Regions from separate parts of the Mus musculus genome. Here region 1 is linked to region 2. The links are chromatin contacts, called in public promoter capture Hi-C maps. All regions are on one chromosome and are shown on one strand. Each heading gives the region's core, a stretch centred on a gene start, on an enhancer-like site or on the middle of the called end of the contact. The rest is flanking DNA. Distances are from core to core; before and after follow the strand shown. Region 1 holds the start of Zcchc13 (zinc finger, CCHC domain containing 13). Region 2 holds the start of Nap1l2 (nucleosome assembly protein 1-like 2).

Region 1 (4,957 bases), core at 2,441-4,940, 440 kb after region 2:
AGTAGAGAGCTGCATGACATGTAAGACCTACATGACATGTAAGATTGGACCTGCCTAATGACTTAGCCTGAGAAGAGTGGAAGGAGTTTGTTGAGTTAGTTATAAAAATTATTCTCTGTGCTCTATCAGCACACCAGATGGCCGTAAACTTTTCTGATAATTAACAAGCGTTTGTTCTTTTGACTTGGTTATTGTCTCCTATTCAAAGGAATTGATTATAGCACTTGGAACCATTAATTTACCAAAAAAGTCCCAAAGAAACCTATTTGCTAGAAAGAAAGAAAGCCAAGCCAAGGAGGCCCCGAGGAGAATGCCTGGGATCCCCGGCTGGCAGAGGACTGAGCCTAAGACAAGTAGATTCAACGAGCTTTAGGTTCATTGAGTGGCACTGTTTGAAAAAAATAAAAAGAATGAAGTGAAAAGATGTTGTTTTGACATCTAAAGTCAAAGTCTGGCCTCTGCACACAGCATACACAGACACATACATAGACACAGACACAGACACACACACACGCACACACATCCACACATGAATACACGTAACCACACACACACACACACACACACACACACACACCTGTATGCACATATATACACACAAATTATAATTTAAATAAATTTGCTGGGGTTAGGGATGTAGCTCAGTGATAAAACATTTGTTTATCATACACAAGGTCTTGCATTTGATCCCCTTCACCAGAAAGAAAGAAAGAAAGAAAGAAAGAAAGAAAGAAAGAAAGAAAGAAAGAAAGAAAGAAAGAAAGAGCGAGAGAGAGCGAGAGAGAGGGAGAGAGAGAGAGGAAAGAAGGAAGGAAGGAAGGAAGGAAGGAAGGAAGGAAGGAAGGAAGGAAGGAAGGAAGGAAGGAAGGAAGGATAATTTCTTAAAAGTATATACTGGGGCTGGAGAGATGGTTTAGTGGGTAAGAGCACTGACTGTACTTCCGAAGGTCCTGAGTTCAAATCCCAGCAACCACATGGTGGCTCACAACCATCCATAATGAGATCTGATGTCCTCTTCTGGGGTGTCTGAAGACAGCTAGAGTGTACTTACCTATAATAAAGAAATAAATTTTAAAAAGTATATACTGAAAACCTTAAAAAGTTGGAAACAAAACTTTTATGCTTTTCTTTTTTCTTTTTTTCTTTTTTATTAGATATTTCCCCAGGAAATATGATTTTCTCCCAGGAAATATGATTCCCCCCCGAAACACTCTATCCCATCCCTCCTCCTCCTGTTTCTTTCTATGAGGGTGCTCCTCCACCCATTCACCCACTCCCACCTCCCTGCCCTAGCATTCCGCTACACTGGGGCATCCAGCCTTCACAGGACCAAGGGCCTCTTCTCCCATTGATGCCCAACAAGGCCATCCTCTGCTACATATGGAGCTAGAGACATGGGTCCCTCCACGTGGACTCCTTGGTTGGTGATTTAGTCCCTGGGAGCCGTGGGGAGTCTGGTTGGTTCATATTGCTGTTCTTCCTATGGGGTTCCAACCCCTTCAGCTTCTTCAGTCCTTTCTCTAACTCCTCCACTGGGGACCCTATGCTTAGTCCAGTGATTGGCTGCAAGCACCCTCCTCTGTACTTGTCAGACTCTGGCAGAGCCTCTCAAGAGACAACCATATCAGGCTCTTGTCAGCAAGCACTTGCACTCTAAAGTTTTAGTTGGGAAGCTGGTGCTTAGACTAGCAGAAATTGGGGGAGGGTAGTTAACTTAAGCAGGCTCCAATGTAGGGGCCCAGTGTTTCCTCTTCCTCTCTAGTTCTACCAAAGCTGACTGTCTTGAGGAGTTATTTTGAAAATGAACCATCAGATATTATTTATTACACATGCTTGCATGCATACACACATGTATACATACATACAATAAAGAAGGTCAAGAGGTTAGATTGCCATGAATTCTAGCCTTTGGAGAGGCTGGGGCAGTAAAATCATTTAAACCTAGCCCTAGCTGCATACTCTAGTATAACACCATTAAAATAAAGAAAGGAGACAGACTATCAGGCTGGGGATATAGCCCACTAGTGGAGTGCTTTCCTAACATGTGTAAGACCTAGTTAGGCCTCCAGTGTCACAGACACATACATACACATTCACCTAAAGTTGAGTGTGGTATTGCATGCCTATAGCCCAGCACTGGGAGGCAGCAGTGAGAGAATAAAGGTAAAGGCCACCTTCGCCTTCATGAAACCCTGACTGAAAAACCAACCAAGCATGCTGGTGAGATGGCTTAGAGGTTAAGAGTACTGACTGCTCTTCCAGAGGTCCTGAGTTCAATTCCCAGTAACTACATGGTGGCTTCCAACCATCTGTAATGGGGTCTGATACATTCTTTTGGTGTAAATCTTTTTTTTTTTAAATCAAACCAGAAAAGAGAAAAATTAAAAGACTGCTATTTTCTTAGCCCTAATACTTTTGTATTTGTTTAAATGTACATGTACATATATAAGGTATAAACAGTAGGGAATACACCTATGAGACAAGAAATCCAATATCTGATTGCATTTATATTTTGTTTTGGTTGGGATCAAACCCATGGCCTAAACAAATAGGTGAGCTATATCCCAACTCCTTTTAATTGCATATATTTTCCAAGCAATAACATTGGTTTTATATTGAATGCTACAATTTTGCTCTTTTTTTAAAAAAATTAAATTTATTTATTTAAAATTCTTTTCTTTTTAAAATTAGGTATTTTCTTTATTTACATTTCAAATGTTATCCCATCATTTCCTAGTTTCCCCTCCAAAAATCCCCTGTCCCCTCCTCCCTTCCCCCATTTTGTTCTTTCCTAACCTAAATAGTGCTTTTCTGTTGAAAGTTAAGATGGCAAGTCAGGCATGGCAGCCCATTCGTGTAGTCCTAGTACACTAGTAGTATTGGAGGTAGAGGCAGAAGGATCAGAAGTTCATTCTCAATTACTTGAAGGCAAGCTAGGCTATTTGAAAAGCCCTCATTTCCACAAAACAGGCAAGTTAAGTTTGCAGCAATAAACTAACAATAGAGTGTGTTAAACTGTGAGTCTCAGGTAGTACAGGGCTGCACAGCAAGACCCTGCCTCAAATTAGTGAATTAAGCTAACATAACAAATATGCAAAGGGATTTCTTTGTGATTTAGGAAGTAATCAAGTTTTCTTGTTACGTACCCAATGTTACTGTAGTGTAGGCCTCCTGAGTCTGGGACTACAGGCCTGTGCCACCACATCTAAAGGGACTAACTGAATTAGGAAATATTCTACAGGTCAGAATTCCTGAACAGAAAGAGATTCATCCCCAAATTTAGTAACTCAAGTGTTGAAAACCAACCCCAAAAAAGGTAGGCGTGTGTAACAGTACATATATGTAGCCCTAGCACTCATGATGCCCAGGGAAAAGAATCTTGAGTTCAAGACGAGGCTGGAGTAGGTGGTGAGATGATATCGGGATGTCTGGGAAAACTAAAACTAAACCAACCTAAAGTAAACTAAATTAAAATAAAATAGAAAAGTGTGGGGCATGGTGGCACACGCCTTTAATCCCAGCACTCAAGAGGCAGAGGCAGGCGGATTTCTGAGTTCGAGGCCAGTCTCTTGAAAAAAACTTAAAAAAAAAAAAAAAAAAAAAAGCCCAAAGGCTTTGTGATGTACGTGGCCATTGAGGCCGTGTGCAAAGCTCATTAACGTCACAGAGGCCTGCCAGGAAAAGCGACCATTTCCATCTAAGCCATCCTAGGCAGGTAGCCTCGGGGCCCGTGGCAGTGGGGTGTGGGCCTGCTCACCGGAAGATCTCACCGTACCCATGAGCAGTAAAAGTTGCTTCAAGTGTGGACACTCTGGCCACTGGGCCCGGGAGTGTCCTAAGGGAGGAACCCGAGGGCGAACAGCAAGAGGTCGTACCAGAGGTCCCCAGTGCAGCACCGCCAACCAGTCCGATGTTTGTTATCGCTGTGGTGAAACTGGTCACTACGCCAAGGACTGTGATCTTCTCCAGGATACCTGCTACAACTGCGGGAGAAGAGGACACATAGCTAAGGACTGTACCCAGGCTAAACGAGAGAGGGAGCAGTGCTGTTACATCTGCAGTCAGCCTGGTCATCTGGCTCGGGACTGCAACCGGCAAGAAGAACAGAAATGCTACACTTGTGGTGAATTTGGGCACATCCAGAAAGATTGTACCCAAATTAAGTGCTACAGATGTGGTGAGAATGGCCACATGGCGGTGAACTGCAGCAAGACGAGCGAAGTCAGCTGCTACCGCTGTGGAGAGTCTGGACATCTGGCTCGGGAATGCCCCATTGAGGCTACCGCTTAGTAACCCCCTTAAACGCCATCCTTTACTAAGTACGCTGTTTCTAACATTTCTTTGCTAATCAAAAACGTGATAGATGGAAGCTACTCCTATACCATTATAATTATCATCTTAAAGCAAGAAAAGACTGGGGGGGAAACATGTCAAAAATGTTATAATCAATATGCTATTTGGTTGCCATGAGGAAGTTCAGATAGGGCACAGCCATTTTTGAATTGGACACTAGTGGATCCTTTGAGTACGGTTCGTTTTGACACACTAAATTAGAAATTGATAGTGAAAAATTACAGCAAGCTTGGAACATCGTCTTTGAATTTACTAACAAATACTATATATGTATGTCAGATAGAGATAAACTGCTTTGAAGCGAGAGACAACTGACTAAAATAAGAAGAGAAACTACTTCCTTGGTGGTGGGGGCAAGAACATTTTGAGGAAGTAACATTTCTTCAGAGACTTTTAGAGCAAATAAAAGTGTTTCTGAAAACATTGATGACTTTGATAGCTTTTTATATTTAGTTTTATTATATTGATAACTTTTAGATTATTTCATTTTGTCAGCTTTTTGGTTGGTTGGTTTTATTTTAAGTGATTTTTTATTTTATCAAGAGCTCAAGCCGGGCATGGTGGTGCACGCCTTTAATCCCAGCACTTGGGAGGCAGAGGCAAG
Region 2 (4,904 bases), core at 1,468-3,967:
AATTTTGGAATATGCATGTTAGACAGTGTTAGTAGATCTGCATACAAGTATAAACACATAAGAATAACTTACAGAAAAATAATTTGTAGAAAACAAATCAAAATATTAAAAGTGTTCATCTTTGGTGAATATGTCTTCTGATTTTAATTAATGAATATTTTTAATATTTTAAATATGTCTTCCAATGAACATACTGCCTTTATAGTTTAAAAGTTCTTTTTTAAAACATTTAACACCATGAAATTTTTATTCATTTTATTTTTCAGTGAATGAACAGAATATGAAATGTATTTTCAGAAATGGTAAAGTGTCCATTTCAATGAATGATTCAGTATATTATGAAAAAAATGTACACTGTAATCACAGTTTACACAATTACACAGGACAATATTTGCAACATTTGAAAATACTGTAACTCACATGTCAATGATAAACAGTAACTTCAATACAATTGAGTTTTATTATTTATCACAGTCACATACAATCAGAAGCCTTGCACTAGCTGTTATCAATAATAAATATGATTTTGCCTGAAATTCTCAATCATATGCAGGCCTCTTAGGCATTCAAGTTTTAAATTCTACTGCATATTTACTGCAAAATGAAGCAGGCACAATAAAGTCAATTGGCCAAAGCACTAAGAGGATAAGGGGGAAAATAGCAAAGCACTCTTAGGTAGGTTTCCAATATTTTCTTTGCAAACAAATAATCTCATTTAGCACTTCTAATAATATTCACAGCCACAGATTAATAGATACATGGCACAAGGACTTCAGAAGGGTTATACTACAGACTATTAATGTCTTAATCATTTATCACAGTCTACATGTCTTGAAAACATCATACCACTACAATGCAAGGTCAGATTAATTAGTATTTGAATTTTTAAACTGGCATGACAGGAAAAAATGCAGAACACAAGACAATATTAACTGCTTATGTCTTCAGTAACTGCATGTAGAGCAGTTAGTTTCAAAAGCATCTACTCTGTTTTAACGATCAATATCTTCTACTAATGCCTCAAGATTTTTGCAACAGGCTTTAACCTCTTCAATTGCAGCCATCCAATCATCATAAATAATTTTGTCATATATTTCGTCATTAACTTCCCTAACTACACCCTCCTGCTGAGATTCAAGTGCATCTCCTGAGAAAAATAACACTGATCTTGGAATTATGTAAGTACGCAGATTATGACCAAGTAAAAAATCATCATTTTCATCCCCTCCATTTAAGCTGATCCCATGAGGAGAGAAGAAATTGAAGAAAGAGTCCTTGGGAAAATCTTCAGTCACAGTTCGGACAGTTCCCCAGACGCGATGTCTCTGCTTCTTCTTGATGGTTCTCAAAGTGACATTCTTCCCTTCGTTCCAATCTATGTCGCAGCCAGTGGCGTACTCAATGGCAGTTCCCCTATAAGGGTGGGGATCGTAGCATGCAAGCTTTGACTTCAGCACATAAGTCTTTGTCAACAGCTCATTTTTAAAATATTCATTGGGCTTGAAGTGAAATTCGAGTGTGAAGCTGAGAGGCTCCCCGGGATCCGAAAGCTTCACTTTAATATCTGTCAGCAGCTTCAGAATAGGCTCATCATATTTCTTAATCATAGGAGTGAGTGCTTCAACATTTTTTAAAACAGTCAACCAAAAATCCGGAATCCCCTTAGGATCCTCTTCGTTAACCTCTTCTCCTCCGGTGGCCCCAGCGCTGTCATCTTCCTCCTCCTCTTCTTCCTCGTCATCATAATCATAATAACAGTCCTCATAACCATCATCTTCATCCACGTATTCATGCACCATACCGTCTTCGTTGCCGTTAGTCTCTTCCTCCTCATCCATCTCCTCCTCAAAATAGTCCTCACAGTCCGATTTATACTCACATTCCTCTTCTGTGGGCTCATAGACTGCATTGATGATCTGTCGTCTTTTTTCTAGTAAGGGTTGGTACATTTCAGCAAACTTCCTTTCAATGTCATGAAATTCCCTCAGGAATTTGGATTCCAAATGGGCAGCTCTTGTTTGAAGCTTTTTAAGAGCTAGCACTCGGCACTTAACTTTCACTGGGAGACTTTCAACGAAATCGGTATCTAAAAGATAACCGATAAGTCCTTTTGGACGGTCTGAGTCTGAGTCCTCATCAGTGCCTCCGCACTTCCCAGCATCTTCCCCAGACCCTGCAGCAGCTTCTTCACCTTTTCCCTCTTCCCCTACTCCAGCAGCCACGGTTTCTTCACCATGTTGCCCGCCATCTCCAGGCTCAATGGAGACACCTTCACTGCGGTCCTGACTTTCCCCGGGCCCCTCCGCCATTACCTGGCTGCCAAGCTCTTCTTGGTTGGATTCAGACAGTTCTTTATGGTCGACTGATTCAGCCATTGTTTTCAAACGATCGCCTGCACTTATGGTGGCTAAGCCCGCAGATCAGGAGACCTGACCTCCGCAGGAAGACTCACCAATACAGCAGATGCGCGATGATCTGGCAGAGATGAACCAAGAGGCGGCGGCGGCTGCACTGATGGCAGGCAGCAAGCAGTGGGGATAAAAGACGGTGCTGAAGCTGGGATAGCAGAATTGAAACCGGCTGTCTGGGCGGAGACTCTAGGCCCTGAAGGAACAGGCTAGAGACTGCAGAGAGCCGCAGTGGGCAGACCTCCGCAAGCAGCTGCTCCAGCCACTCGGGGGCGGAGGGATGGAGGAACTGGTGCCGCAGTATGATTACGCAGTTGTCTCTCAGCTCTTTTTTTTTAAGTGTATGCAGGTTGCTGCGTCACCCCTTCCCTCCCAGGACTCTTCTCTAATCTCATTTGCCAGGCTGCAGTGATTGACAAATCCTGAGCCAGTAAATTAGTAGATGAATCAAAATTTCAACACCTCTTGCCTTCCCAGATTCTCTAATATGGCTGATTCCTCCACCTATGGCTCATCTTCCACCCTATAGCCTGTGGAATTTTGCAGAAATGCAGTATCATTCATTCCGTTTTCAACTGATACTATATGTTCATAATTTCAAAAGAGCTATATGGAAACAGTGACAAGGAATGAAAAAAATGGGCAAGGTACTGGATTGTCTTTAGTCTATCCCTTTGGTTATAACCTGAGGCTCTGGGAAAGAGAGGAGGGTAGTGGAGGAGCCCACAAAGAGATCCTTTGAGGTTTAAAATTACCAAAAATAAGCATAGGTGGCCTTTGGATGATGTAACTGACAGTGGTTTAAATATTCTGTACCCTGGTTTCTGTAATTTTCACAACCTGTGTGATTTTAAATGGGAAAATTCTCATAATATTTCCTGATGAGGAAGAGATGACGGATGACTAAAGTGTGGGGGGAGGGGTGTTGAAGCCTTTTGTAAAAGAGCCAGCTATATGACTAGTGAGCGTATAGGATAATACCCCAGTCCTAAACTGTCTTTCCACTTTCCCTTATGTGATGTTGTTTTAGCCTGTAATCACAGCACTGAGATGGAAAATCAGAAGTTCAGGAGTAGCCTCCACATATAGCAGTTCTGGGTTAGCTTGGACTACATGAAATTTTGTCTTAAAAACCCAAAAACAAAACAAACAAAAGGAAAGCCATTAGGAATTTTACAAAGAAAAACCAAATATAAAGTACTATTTTGTTTTTTAAAATCACAGAATTTGCTTGACATTTTGAAGTTTATTGGAAATAATAAAAATATTAGCACTAAAGAGAGAGTTAAATATATGATAGAAGATTCATGCAATAGAAGACTATGCAGTAAATTAAAATTTCCTCTAGGAAAGGGGCAGTAAGATATCTTGGTGGGTGAAGGTGCTTGTTGTATAAACCTGGAAAATGCTAAAGCCATGCAAATGTTGAAGGAGAGAACTGACTCTGTCCAGTTGCACCCTGGCTGCCACACATGTTCCTTAGAACTCACCTTGATGACACCCATCCAATAATAAAGAAATTTTTCAAAATTTGTTTTTAAAGATGACCAGTATCATTAGTTATGTAAATATAAGTCAAAATCATAACTAGATACTATTTCATACCGATTGAGATAGCTTAAAATACAGAAAATAGCAAGCAGTGGTGAAAGTAAGGACAATGAAAATCAGTATAGCAATATCTCAACGCATTAAACATGATTATCATGTGTTCAAGCAATCCCACTTCTGGATATAGATACATACATACATACATACATACATACATACATACATGATAGATAGATAGATAGATAGATAGATAGATAGATAGATAGATACATAGAGACATAGAGACATAGATAGATACATAGATTAGATAGATAGTGATAGAGATATAAACTTGAAAGCAGTCTCAGATTTTGCATACCCATGTTCAGAGGAGAACATATACATTAGCAGAAAGTTAGAAACAATTGGAGAGATGGCTTAGCAGGTAAGAGCACTTCCTGCTCTTCTAGGGGAACCAGGTTTGCTTCTCAATTTCCACGTGGTGGATCACAACTGCCTATAACTACAGTTCCAGGTCATCAGACTTTTTCTTCTGACCTCTGCATACACCAGACACATATGTGTTACATGCAAATAGGCAACAATATATATATATATATATATATATATATATATATATATATATATATATATAAACTTTCAAAGTTGGAAATAGCCTATGTGTTCACTGATAAATCAATAGACAAAAAAGTGTTGATAATTTTTATTAGTATGTTGCATATCATTTAGTGCCCAATAAAATAGTTGATTTTTTGTTTTAAAGAAGCAATACAACAAAAGCAGATTTCCCTGTTTTGTCATAAATGTTTCATTTTTCAAAATAGGAGAGTTGCCGGGCAGTGGTGGCACACACCTTTAATCCCAGCACTTGAGAGGCAGAGGCAGGGGGATTTCTGAGTTTGAGGCCAGCCTGGTCTACAGAGTGAGTTCCAGGACAGCAAGGGC

What was found. Promoter capture Hi-C pulls out the DNA fragments that hold promoters and counts their contacts.
Region 1: a promoter capture Hi-C map of stem cell-derived epiblast-like cells shows a contact between it and region 2, with 2.2 times the contacts expected there. The contact joins the promoter of Zcchc13 here to the promoter of Nap1l2 in region 2. A contact is called at or near these places in 2 of 39 promoter capture datasets (hippocampal neurons and stem cell-derived epiblast-like cells).

What each region holds. Positions count from the first base shown.
Region 1 is chrX:103,626,896-103,631,852 of GRCm38.p6, forward strand. Zcchc13 (zinc finger, CCHC domain containing 13) reads left to right here and starts at 3,691. Exons shown (of 1, transcript NM_029158.2): 1 at 3,691-4,769. The coding sequence starts at 3,778. The coding sequence ends at 4,290.
Region 2 is chrX:103,183,936-103,188,839 of GRCm38.p6, forward strand. Nap1l2 (nucleosome assembly protein 1-like 2) reads right to left here and starts at 2,718. Exons shown (of 1, transcript NM_008671.3): 1 at 241-2,718. The coding sequence starts at 2,375. The coding sequence ends at 993. The region is part of intron 5 of 4930519F16Rik (RIKEN cDNA 4930519F16 gene); the gene reads right to left.